Regions from separate parts of the Sus scrofa genome. Here all the other regions are linked to region 3. The links are chromatin contacts, called in public HiChIP or PLAC-seq maps. All regions are on one chromosome and are shown on one strand. The core of a region is the stretch at or near the end of the contact, and the rest is flanking DNA. Distances in the headings are between cores, read along the strand shown.

The links. HiChIP or PLAC-seq counts read pairs in DNA pulled down with a chosen protein or histone mark.
Region 1: an H3K27ac HiChIP or PLAC-seq map of alveolar macrophages shows a contact between it and region 3. The contact joins two enhancer-like sites. A contact is called at or near these places in 2 of 2 datasets of contacts at active chromatin or transcription factors (alveolar macrophages and skeletal muscle).
Region 2: an H3K27ac HiChIP or PLAC-seq map of alveolar macrophages shows a contact between it and region 3. The contact joins two enhancer-like sites. A contact is called at or near these places in 1 of 47 Hi-C or Micro-C datasets (heart right ventricle) and 2 of 2 datasets of contacts at active chromatin or transcription factors (alveolar macrophages and skeletal muscle).

The regions. Positions count from the first base shown.
Region 1 is chr9:28,289,137-28,292,411 of Sscrofa11.1, reverse strand. All of the region lies in intron 1 of MAML2 (mastermind-like protein 2), which reads left to right. Among named protein-coding and RNA genes, the nearest start is that of MAML2, 82 kb to the left of the region's middle. Within about 2 kb of position 1,726, at least 26 of the 83 cell types and tissues checked have an H3K27ac peak or open chromatin away from gene starts, as enhancers often do. A contact at or near this core is called in alveolar macrophages and skeletal muscle, where this site is marked.
Region 2 is chr9:28,333,636-28,337,176 of Sscrofa11.1, reverse strand. The region is part of intron 1 of MAML2 (mastermind-like protein 2); the gene reads left to right. Among named protein-coding and RNA genes, the nearest start is that of MAML2, 38 kb to the left of the region's middle. Within about 2 kb of position 1,631, at least 72 of the 83 cell types and tissues checked have an H3K27ac peak or open chromatin away from gene starts, as enhancers often do. A contact at or near this core is called in alveolar macrophages and skeletal muscle, where this site is marked.
Region 3 is chr9:28,077,870-28,081,397 of Sscrofa11.1, reverse strand. The region is part of intron 2 of MAML2 (mastermind-like protein 2); the gene reads left to right. Among named protein-coding and RNA genes, the nearest start is that of MTMR2, 110 kb to the right of the region's middle. Within about 2 kb of position 1,482, at least 33 of the 83 cell types and tissues checked have an H3K27ac peak or open chromatin away from gene starts, as enhancers often do. A contact at or near this core is called in alveolar macrophages and skeletal muscle, where this site is marked.

The DNA.
Region 1 (3,275 bases), core at 477-2,976, 210 kb before region 3:
TCATTAGAAAGAGATGTGGTCAATTTCACATTAGAAGGCGATGTGGTCAATTTCACTTTACCAGGGAAGCTCAGAATGACACCAAAATACTGATTTTGAAAGACGGTCATCCTCTCAAAGTCCAGCTCAGGACTGACTCAGGAGGGCCACCGTCTTCCCTGCTGAGTCATCTGCTCCTTTTCCTTTTGAGCAGGATTTCCACGATGCAGACTTCAGTGAGGTGCGGCTGCCTCAGAAGCCATATTCCAGTTATTTACACCACTTGCAGGAGTAGTTCATGGGGAAAATATCTCTGTTGTTTTTCCATCACATTTTCTGCCCCTGCCAGTGCTCCCCTTCTCTTCTAAGCACAGAGGCCAGGAGAGGGCCTCCACTTTTCTATTCATTTGCATGAACTAAAATGCTTTGCACTGAGCGTGTCCTGTCTGGCAGTTTCCTGGCCTCTTCTGTGGCCTGTCCCTCTGTGGCAGTCTTTATCAAGATCCTAATGAAAGTCAGCTTACGCTATTTGTTTTGTGTCCTAAAGAGTAAATAACATGGCTTGTTTACATAGCAATTTTAATTCCTTAAAGTTAATGTTATAGCCTCAATTTGGCTAAATCCTGGCAATCAGCTAACTTTTTGCAAGTCTGAGGGTCTTACTGTTCAGAGCTTCTCTCCTGTAGAAGCTTCTATTGTTTATGGCTGAAGAAGGCATCTTTACCATATTAAATCTACCAATGATTTGTGCTACTTTCAACCTTTTCATTTCAGACACATCTTAAGAAATAGTCTGGTATCACAACTCTTTATTGTCACAGCAACAGTTTCTAATACTTCATTTGCAGACCCTTCTTTATTAGCTTAAAAGATACAACTTGAAACTTCAGTGAAGTAGAGTCCATGAGGAGAGATTCTAAAATGGATAAAATAAAGCCGGGGGAAATTAAAACGGGCTTGCCCAGTGTGACTAAGAGGGTCAGGAATAGAACCTGACTCCTAATAGAACACATTTTTGTGTGGGTGGCACAAAAGAACGGGACATGTTAACAATCAGAAAGAACTCAAGTTCAGCCATAAAGCATATTTGTACACACTGTTGCATATTGTGTTGGAATGACTTATTTTTGCCTTGGTCTGTTCCAATGCACATTCCTGCCAGAGGTAGGTATTGGTTTGGAGAACTTTTTTTTTTTCTCCTGCAGCATGCAAGAGTCAGAATTTCCAGACACTGAGCTGAGCAGGGGGTTTGGGTCTAGGAGGTATGAACTGGTGGGGTCCACACCTTGTAACCCGTTCTGCAACAGCTGGCAACATCTTGGTGTGTGAGAGGGCTTTGCAAACCCAGCCGTTTTCCTAGGGTGGATAGTCCCTGAGCCAAATGTGGGCAAATCTGGAACGTCAGCCCAGGCAGGAGACACTCAGGCACATGACGCCACAGCTCAGGTTATAGGATGGAGGAAAGTAATCTGGCTCTTAGGTGAATTATAATCATAATCAACATTTACTTCACAGGGCTTTCTATACACTGTCTCAGTTTTTTCTCCCCACCGCCCCAAGAAGGAGGTGTGTTAGCACACTGTTCCAGATCTTTTATGAGGGTGCAGACAGGCTCAGGGAGATTGCAACAGGTTCAGTGTTACACAACCAATAAATAAGGATCGCAGAGAGTACAATCAGGTCTCTTGCCTCTGAGTTGGGTGCTTTTATAATGAGACCAACCACTTTGATGACTCAGCGTGTTCTTGTGGCCACAACAGCTTCCCCCCACACCTGCAGAGCCAAAGTACTGACTGAAGGAGCTTCCCCTGTGCTCAGGGGTGTGTGAAATGTCAGGACTCCTTTCCCCTCTCAGGACTATCTTAACTGTCTCTTGGGGTGAAGGCAGGTTGCATTGTGGGGTCATCGGCTTCTGTGGTCTCATCCTTCACAGTGGACATCAGACTTCCTTTTTAGGTGCTCTCTGTGATTCATTAATAGTTTGATTTTTTTTTTTTTTTGCAAGATGCGCGGACATTTTTTTTGATTGAGAAACATTTTAGAAATGCCAAACATATTACTGTGATGAAATAACAGTGACTAATATTGCTGTTAAGTTGTTGGAGTTATAATGGCTTCAGCCTTTTTTGATTCTCTGTGTTTGTTTTGATCTATCTTGCCTTTCAAATGGCCTATTGCCTCTGAAACATTAGAAAACAATGTTGTTCTCTTACAGATCTAGTTTCTACTTTTAGCAGCCATAGGAAGTATAATCAAAGTATACCTGAATTAGATGTGATATTTTAGAGAACCTGTTATTTTTACTGATTTGTAATAAAAATTATTAAATCATAATTGATTAAAGACATGATGGTAAAACTAATCTTAGGGTGAATAACATAAGCTTGAGAAATAAATTGTTTATGTAGATATGACAATATCATGGTATGCTCAACCCAAATATACAAACTAGAATAGGAATAATTAAATTTTTATTTAAAAAATTGTTATTTTATGGCTGCACCAACTGCGTATGAAAGTTCTCAAGCCAGGGATTGAATATGAGCCACAGCTGAGACCTACACCACAGCTGCCGCCATGCTGATCTGCACCGGGCTAGGGATCAAACCTGCACTTCTGCAGCAACCTGAGCCACTGTGGTCTGAACCTTAACCCACTGCACCACAGAGGGATTCCCACAGAATAGGAATTCTTAAACTTTTAACTCCTGGGGAAGCAGTTTACCACTAGACAATCATGTAACGATTACTGTCATGCCTTGCCATGAAGACATCTATAGAGATGCAAAGTAAATGCAAATTATTTGGTTTCTGATGGATGGTAGAATAGAAAAGAAGCCAGAAAGTACAGGAAGGTGACATAGTAAACTGTAAAAATATAGCGCTTGCAACCAGTTGATCTAAAAGCTTGCTGTTTCTTGGATGGCAGATGAAACAGAGCATTAAAACAAGGATTTTTTTCCCCCAAAGGATTAAATTTAAAAAACAAACACAAATGGTAACTGGAGGAGGGAAAACAAGAGGAAGCAAAATGAGCGGAGTCAAAATCCTGGGGGAAGATTTTTCATTTTGATTTCTGTGAATTCTGTTTATGTTAACATATCATACTCCTTGAGGGTTAAGTTTAAGCTTTTCTCTGAGAACATTATAAATTACCTTAAAGTCAGCCCCTTTAGGAAAGAACTGAATTTGTGACTGAGCTTTTTGTTTAATTATCACACCCTTTATATAATTTTCATCTACTTCAGTCTCATTTTCATACGTTTAGTGACACTTATTTCCAATCAGTGGTCAGAA
Region 2 (3,541 bases), core at 382-2,881, 260 kb before region 3:
TACTGATGAAGACATTGCCAGCTAACCCCACCAAGGACACTTGAATCTCTTTTTTCTTTCCCTTCAGCTCTTTATTTTGCCAAACTTAACCAGTGAATTATTTTTGTTCTATTTTATTTCTTTATGTTGCAGCACTTTTACATTTGGACAGAAGTTTGTAGAGCAGGAAGTATATAGCATATGTGTTGTTCGCTGTGTCTAAATGAAGGATTCATTGATTCAACCAATATTTGTTGAATAGCCATTGTATTCAAGACACCAGGTTAGACACATGATTCTTGACCTCAAGGACTTTAGAGTCTAATAGAGAAATAGATTAACAACAAGTAAGCATAACAAAAAATACTATAATAGCAAGTAATTTATAACCATGGAGTCCAATTTCCTTCAGATTTAATTAAACTAAGGTGTAAAGGAGAAGGAATTAGTCATGGAAATAATTATGGAAAGTGCTTTCTGGGTTGTTAAAGCAACTCTGATCCATACCTCTGTTCTTGTAGCTCAATACTTTATGTCTACAATAAATTTCCTTTTTTTTTTTTGGTCTTTTTAGGACCACACCCATGGCATATGGAGATTTCTAGGTTAGGGGTTGAATTGGAGCTGTAGCTGCTGGCCTGTGCCACAGCCACAGCAACTCAGGATCTGCGACTATACCACAGCTCATAGCAATGCTGGATCCTTAAACCACTGAGCGAAGCCAGGGATCAAACCTGCATCCTCATGGATACCAGTCATATTTGTTTCCCCTGAGTCACAGCAGGAAGTCCTACAATAAGTTTCTTAATGATAAAAATTACATCATTAGATTGTGGGGTTTGGGGAATGGTGGGATAATAGAGAATAAAACATAATCAAGTATATAGTAAGTGAAAAGTTGAGGCCAGAATTTAATGTAACACCATAATTATTTAAATTGTCCATAGTGTAGATATGGGGGTATTTAAATGTCTTGAATGATACAGCAGTCACCCATATGTATGTTCAAAAGGCTTCAGTTACATTTTAGAATCCTGCTATTGTTTAGCGACTCGCTGGATTTTTTTTTTTTTTTTTTTTTGTCCCGTTCTTGGTTTAGGATATCATTGAAATATCTTGGTATAATTACTTCCATACCTTGTCATTAGTGTTTTATATTCTTTATTACATGGACGAACCCCTCCCCCCAAATTGTAGCTGTGCTGAAACAGAACCTCCTCTGAAATTTTTATTCTAATTCTGAGGTTGGGGGATCCCAAATGTAGTCTGTGGCCCTGGCTAAGATTTGTGTCTAGAATTATAAAATCCTCCACAAGCACATGCAGGGCTTCACTATGGATCAGAGTGGAACAAGCAGAGTGCAAAACCACATGAAGCCAGGACTCTTCCTTGCCTTCCCCACCCCCTAGCACAGTGATAGCCACCCATGAGTCCCAGACTATTTATTCTCTTGGGGTTTGGTATTAGTTCTGCTCCTGAACTGTCAGGAGCCATCCAAGGACCTAAAATCAAATTAATACACAAAGAGATTACTCTTGTAGGAGATTTGTGGGAGCCCAGACGGTTTTTTGTGAGAAGAGATGGTCACCCCCAAGGATGTTATTTGAATCTGAAAAGAGGCGGTCATAAAGGAAGTGGCGCTGCTTTAATCTGCAATAGGGAGCTGCCACCCAGCTCTGGAACTCAGCGGCCTTCCCATCTGAGCAGAATGAGCATTCCGCTGGAGAAAGCAGCTGAGGTTTGAAAACACTTCCAGTTTTGCAGTTTCAGGAATGTGGTCGAGCTGCAGCTTTAAGATGGCATTTCCCCCCTACCCCACCCCCCTCTGCTGTCGAGAAAGAGAGAGAGAGAGAAAGACAGAGAGAAAACGACTGGGCTAAAGTGAATGGGAGTTTTGTATGAAGGTTGCTGGCCAGCCAGAGCCACTTGGTAATCAGGGCAGCAAGGCACATTAATCCTTAAGGAATATACTTTACATAAAGCTTCTGTCTTTTCTTTGAAAGCGAAAGTATAAGTTGAACTTCCGTATGCTCCTGTAGTTACCCTGCCTTTGATCTCATTTTAAGTTCGGCGCTGAAGGCAACTTGATCTCTGTCGCTATCTCCTTTCATAGATGATAATTAGCACGGTTCTAGGAGACTGGCTGCAATGATATCCTTTGCTCTTAGAAAAAGGGAGCGGGAGTAGGGATTGGAGCGATTGTTTGCTGTGTTGGTGACTGTGATGTTGCCATGGGAAAGCTCAAGACTTCAGGAGTTTGTGTTTTGTTGGGCGAGGTGCCAAGCTGTTGTGACTTATTACAGCCCTGTGAGTGAGCCCCACAGAACAGTATCCTGTGTAGCAATTCAAAGGGCAGGATCGCTTTAATCAGGGAAAGATAGAGCTCTGAGTAGTCACATTTTGCTTTCTTTCAACTTGGAAATGACAAACAATTCCAACATTTTGGTTGTCTTGGGGTTTGGTCCTTTAACTTTGGAGGAGAAACAAGTCAATTCTTTGTGCTTCACCCCAACTCAAAGGCAAAACAAAAATGCTTCTGCTTTACATCTAAAGACCCCTTGTATAGAATGGTGGGCTCTCAAATAACTGCTCCACCTGCAAAGGCTGGTTCATCCTGACTCAGCCTCAAGAAAAGTAAACCTTCACAGGCAGAGTTGATTTGGTGTGAAAAAAAAAAAAAAGATCCGGAAAGTGACTTCTAAATTCAGTCTCCAGACAAGGCTTTGCCTCACTCATCTGGGAGATTTGGCCATTTGCACCCCAGAGGACCTGGCCCAACCTAGATGTTTAGTCATGGTCTAGCCACACTAAAGGCAAGGAGTTTTTGTTGGGGTTGTATGAAAAGTTAATATTATAGATCCCCAGAAAGGCAAAATCTGGAGCTTTGTGAATTACATTGGCCTCTCTGGTCACAAAGGGCCAGTTAAGGCCCCCTTTTTGCAGTGGTCAACACAGCCCTAATTCTTTAGGAAGGTGCCAAGTCTCCATTTCATTTTGTGCTGTGTAGATGTTGCCTAGAATTTCCCTTGGTGCCAAGTCTTTTGAAGCCTTTTGATCCATTCCAGGGAACTCTTGGAAGAGGAAAGAACTTCACAATTTCCATTTTTAGCCTAAAACAGATGTCAACACGTTAGCTCTTCTTCATTTGGTATGGTGGGCCTAGGCCTATACAGTGATCACAGAGATGCAACTGAAGTGCTCCATATTTTCTGTGTGTGTTCATCCAGAGACTTGTAAGAAACATATATGTTGCAGATAAATGAAGCAGCTGCTTTGAAACCTAACAGAAAGGAAGGTGCTTTTTCATGTATTAAAATACTAGAGTATAAATTTCACATGAAACCTTTTAAATGTTCATTTTATTATTATTATTTTTTTAAGATCTGAAAGGCTTTAATCAGTGGATGAATAAAGAATGTGATTTTTAGCACAAGATAATTTCCTTTTCAAGCTCTCTTTTTTTCTTTTTTTCAATGTCTGTTTTCTAGGAGTAGTTCACTTTATCTTTTAGAAACACTTTTCAGAGTGTTTATACTGTGTTTGTTGCTTTGTAGTTTTATTT
Region 3 (3,528 bases), core at 233-2,732:
AAGCTAAACAGCTAATTCTTCCTCCAAGGGACCGTGAAAAGATCAGTCTCTACCTAACACCCCCTCGTGGCCCACACCATCCCCTCATTAGATGAGTCCATGGTAAAGCAGACACTCAATCCAACCTCTCTTAGAAATTGTAAATTACAGTCCCTTTCTGTGGAACTCCTGTTGATGCTGGCTTCCAGCCTGGGCTCCTCCTCTGATTATCTGAGCCAGTTGTTTCACCTTTTAGGGACTCAGTGTCCTCTTTTATTAAATATTACTTAGTGAATTTTACTGTCCGAGTGAGCTCTTTTTAAAATTGAGATGCAAATTAGTACTATATCCAGAAACAGCAGCCCCTCAAAATATCCCCATCTAGAGCTATAACTTCGAATCAGGACAAGTCAGAGTCCAGGAAAAGTGGAAAAAGCTCCTAGGAAGTAAGACATTTCCGAACTTCAGTCTGCATCTGGCTGGAAGCCCTCTGTGGAGTTTTCAAGGAGAGACCCCTACATGGCTCTAAGATGGTTCTTTTTTCTCCCTCCTAATAGAGCATAAAGCAGTAAAAGCGATGCCATACCTCTCTCACATGAAGCGCTCTCAATACGAGGGCGCCCACGTGGTCGGCTTCAGGTCTGAGCCACAGATCCACATATATGGCTAAAGGGAGGGAAGGAGCAGACAAAATACCAAAGCGATGAAGAGAGAAAGAAAAGATGTTCTGCGAACATCTTCATTGTTTGCCCACATGACTGCCTGGTATGTTAATGTCTCGCATCAGCCTCTGCTAATGAGGATGCTGCCCTTACTTCCCTTGCAGTTTATAAATGGAGTGGCATTATGTAATCACCCTAATGAGGTAATAGAAACATAAGTACACAGGAAAATTTGATAGGGTTTCTCCTAATTCGCCCTCTGCTGTGTCGGTCACCCCCCATCCCATTAACCCTCCCTCTCCCCTCCGCCCTCCCCCCCTCCAACTGGCTGAATCTCTGGTCCCAGAGGACATATTGTTGGCTATTATTTATAAGAAGTCTCTCTCCTCTTGGCAGGATATAGAACAGCTGCTGGTCTATTCTCTGCCACAGAGACCAACTTCCCTCTTTTGCCCTGGATGATTGGAAGAAAGTCGGGGAGAAAAGCAATTTATAGTTGTGTTACAGCACCTCTATTTTCTTTTATGTTTATTTATATTGCTTCCATTTCTGCCTGGGATTTCTGAGATAATCAGGATCACTCTGCTACAGAATTCTCATTTGGGGAGGCTCTGGTGGCAGTTGATGGCATTTTTCTTCATTGAGTCAGACATTTTAGAACTCTGGGCTAGAGGAAACTGAGCATTTCTACTGCGAGAGTTTGAGAATCAATGTGGTGGGGTTTTGTTCTTGTTTTTGTTTTTTTCTGAGAAACTGATGGCTGTGTTTGATGTTACATGAACCATAAATGACTCTGAATTCCTCAAGGGAAGGCACCTTGTCTTTGTCAACTTGCCGCCCACGGGGTATAGCACAGTACCTGCTTGGTAAATGTTTGCTGAATGAACTGAGTGGGGTTCGGGTTTGTCCGTCCTTTGATGTCCACGTCTCCGACAGACCAGCCCCTAAGCCTCAGCCCGGACTTCCAGGCCAGACAAGCCCATGACCCAACGTGGGCCTTTTCCTGAGATCTTTTGTCCCGCATTATTTTTGGCTCTGGGACTCATCCTGGTCAAAGAAGCACAAGAGCTCAAGATTTCAAAATCTAGGCTAGGTCCTGAATCTTCAGAGAGACCTGAGCCTCTCTGGAAGTGGAATACAGGGAGAATTTCTTTGTTCTTTTAGGAGTCGAAGGAAATCCCAGAGTAGGAAACTGGCCTGGGTCCCGAGATCCAGACAGGCCAGACGCGGACAGTCCTTGGTGAACAGAAAGGAGTCACGGTCCAGCATTATGGGTTTTCCTCCTGACCAAAGGTTTGGGACTGAGCTGGGTTGGCTGCTGGTCAAGGCCATGTTTAGGGAAGTCTGGAGAAGCAGAGTGGAGTAGTTAAATCCACTCTGGTGAACAGAAAAGTATCACAGTCCAGCATTATGGTTTCTCCTCCTGACCAAAGGTTTAGGACTGAGCTGGGTTGGCTGCCGGTCAAGGCCATGTTTAGGGAAGTCTGGAGAAGCAGAGTGGAGTAGTTAAATCTGAGGTGATGGGGTGTGTCCAAGGGGAGATTGACTTCTGATTCCCTTATTTATCTCTACGTGGAAACAGCTTAGTCAGTATTAATAATAGCAAGCTTCCTCTGCAGACCAGTCAGCCCCCTTCCTGGAGGAGACTAGGAAAGCTGGAAATTGCTACGTGGCAGGTGCTCTTGGTAAGGGTTTGTGAGGCACCTTTAGATTTCCCAGCCTGTGTTCCTAAGTGTGTCAGAAGCATCCCGAAGGACCTGAAGGATCTCTTTATTGCCTCTGCTACCCCGCAGCCCACCCAGTGCGTACCTAACGAATGTTCCTGACAGACATACGGAGATTATGATTAAAAAGGATATACTAGGTGCTAAAGCCACTGAGGTGTCCGCCTTTCTGATAATTTTCAACATTTTGCAGGCAACATAGAAAGAATAATAATAGCTGTGGTTTATTGAGTGACAGGCACAGTGCTTGTCACTTCAAAGACATTATTTTGTCTCGTAATCTGGTTTCTAAAGGGAATCATTGGAGACAGAAAATGTCACAGTTCTCACTTTTGCCCAACTGTGAGCCAAGGCCTTCAGAACCGGGAGAGGAAGCTGGTTAGGTTGGCTCAGAGAGTAGCTAATGCCTTCTCTGGAGAAAGAATAAGTCTGATACACAGAGAGATCCAGGTAAATTTTTGCTTTTTTTTTTTTTGGCCCTTCACTATATCCCTGGTTATCCTGATTGCTCCTGGGTAGTTGCTTGTTAACTCGGATTTTAATTGGCAGGCTTTCAGGCATCGTAGGAGATGGGGAGCCAAGAGCGCCTTCATAGAAGATGGTTGTATGAAGCTTTTGGTGGTCAAGGCCATGTTTAGTAAAGACTGGGCAGAAGCGGATTAAATCTGAGGCACTAAGGTGTGGCAAAGAGGAGATGGGCTTCTGATTCCCTTATTTGTTTCCATGTGAAAATAGCTTAGTAAATATTAATAACAGCTAACTATTATCAAGGTGCACACCACAGTAAATGATGTACTGTTTAGGTCAGACTGCCTGAGTTCAAACTCCACACTGGAGCTATAACTTTGAGGCAACCTCTCTGTACCTCATTTTCATTGTCTGCAAAATATATAGAATATCTACTTTTTTCTTGCTAAGGATTAAATGAGAAGATGAATGTCAAGGGCTTAACATAGTATCTGGTATTTAAGAAATATTGACCACTATTATTATTATTACTAAATAATCAATATATATCTCTTAGTTCCATAAAATATGGGGGCTAGTTAAGAGAAAGGACCTTGTATATTTCTTGTATCTAGCACAATGCTTGGCACATTTGTAGACTCTGAATAAATGCTGGATCTTTGGTAGACTGGATGGGTAGATGGATGGACAAAATA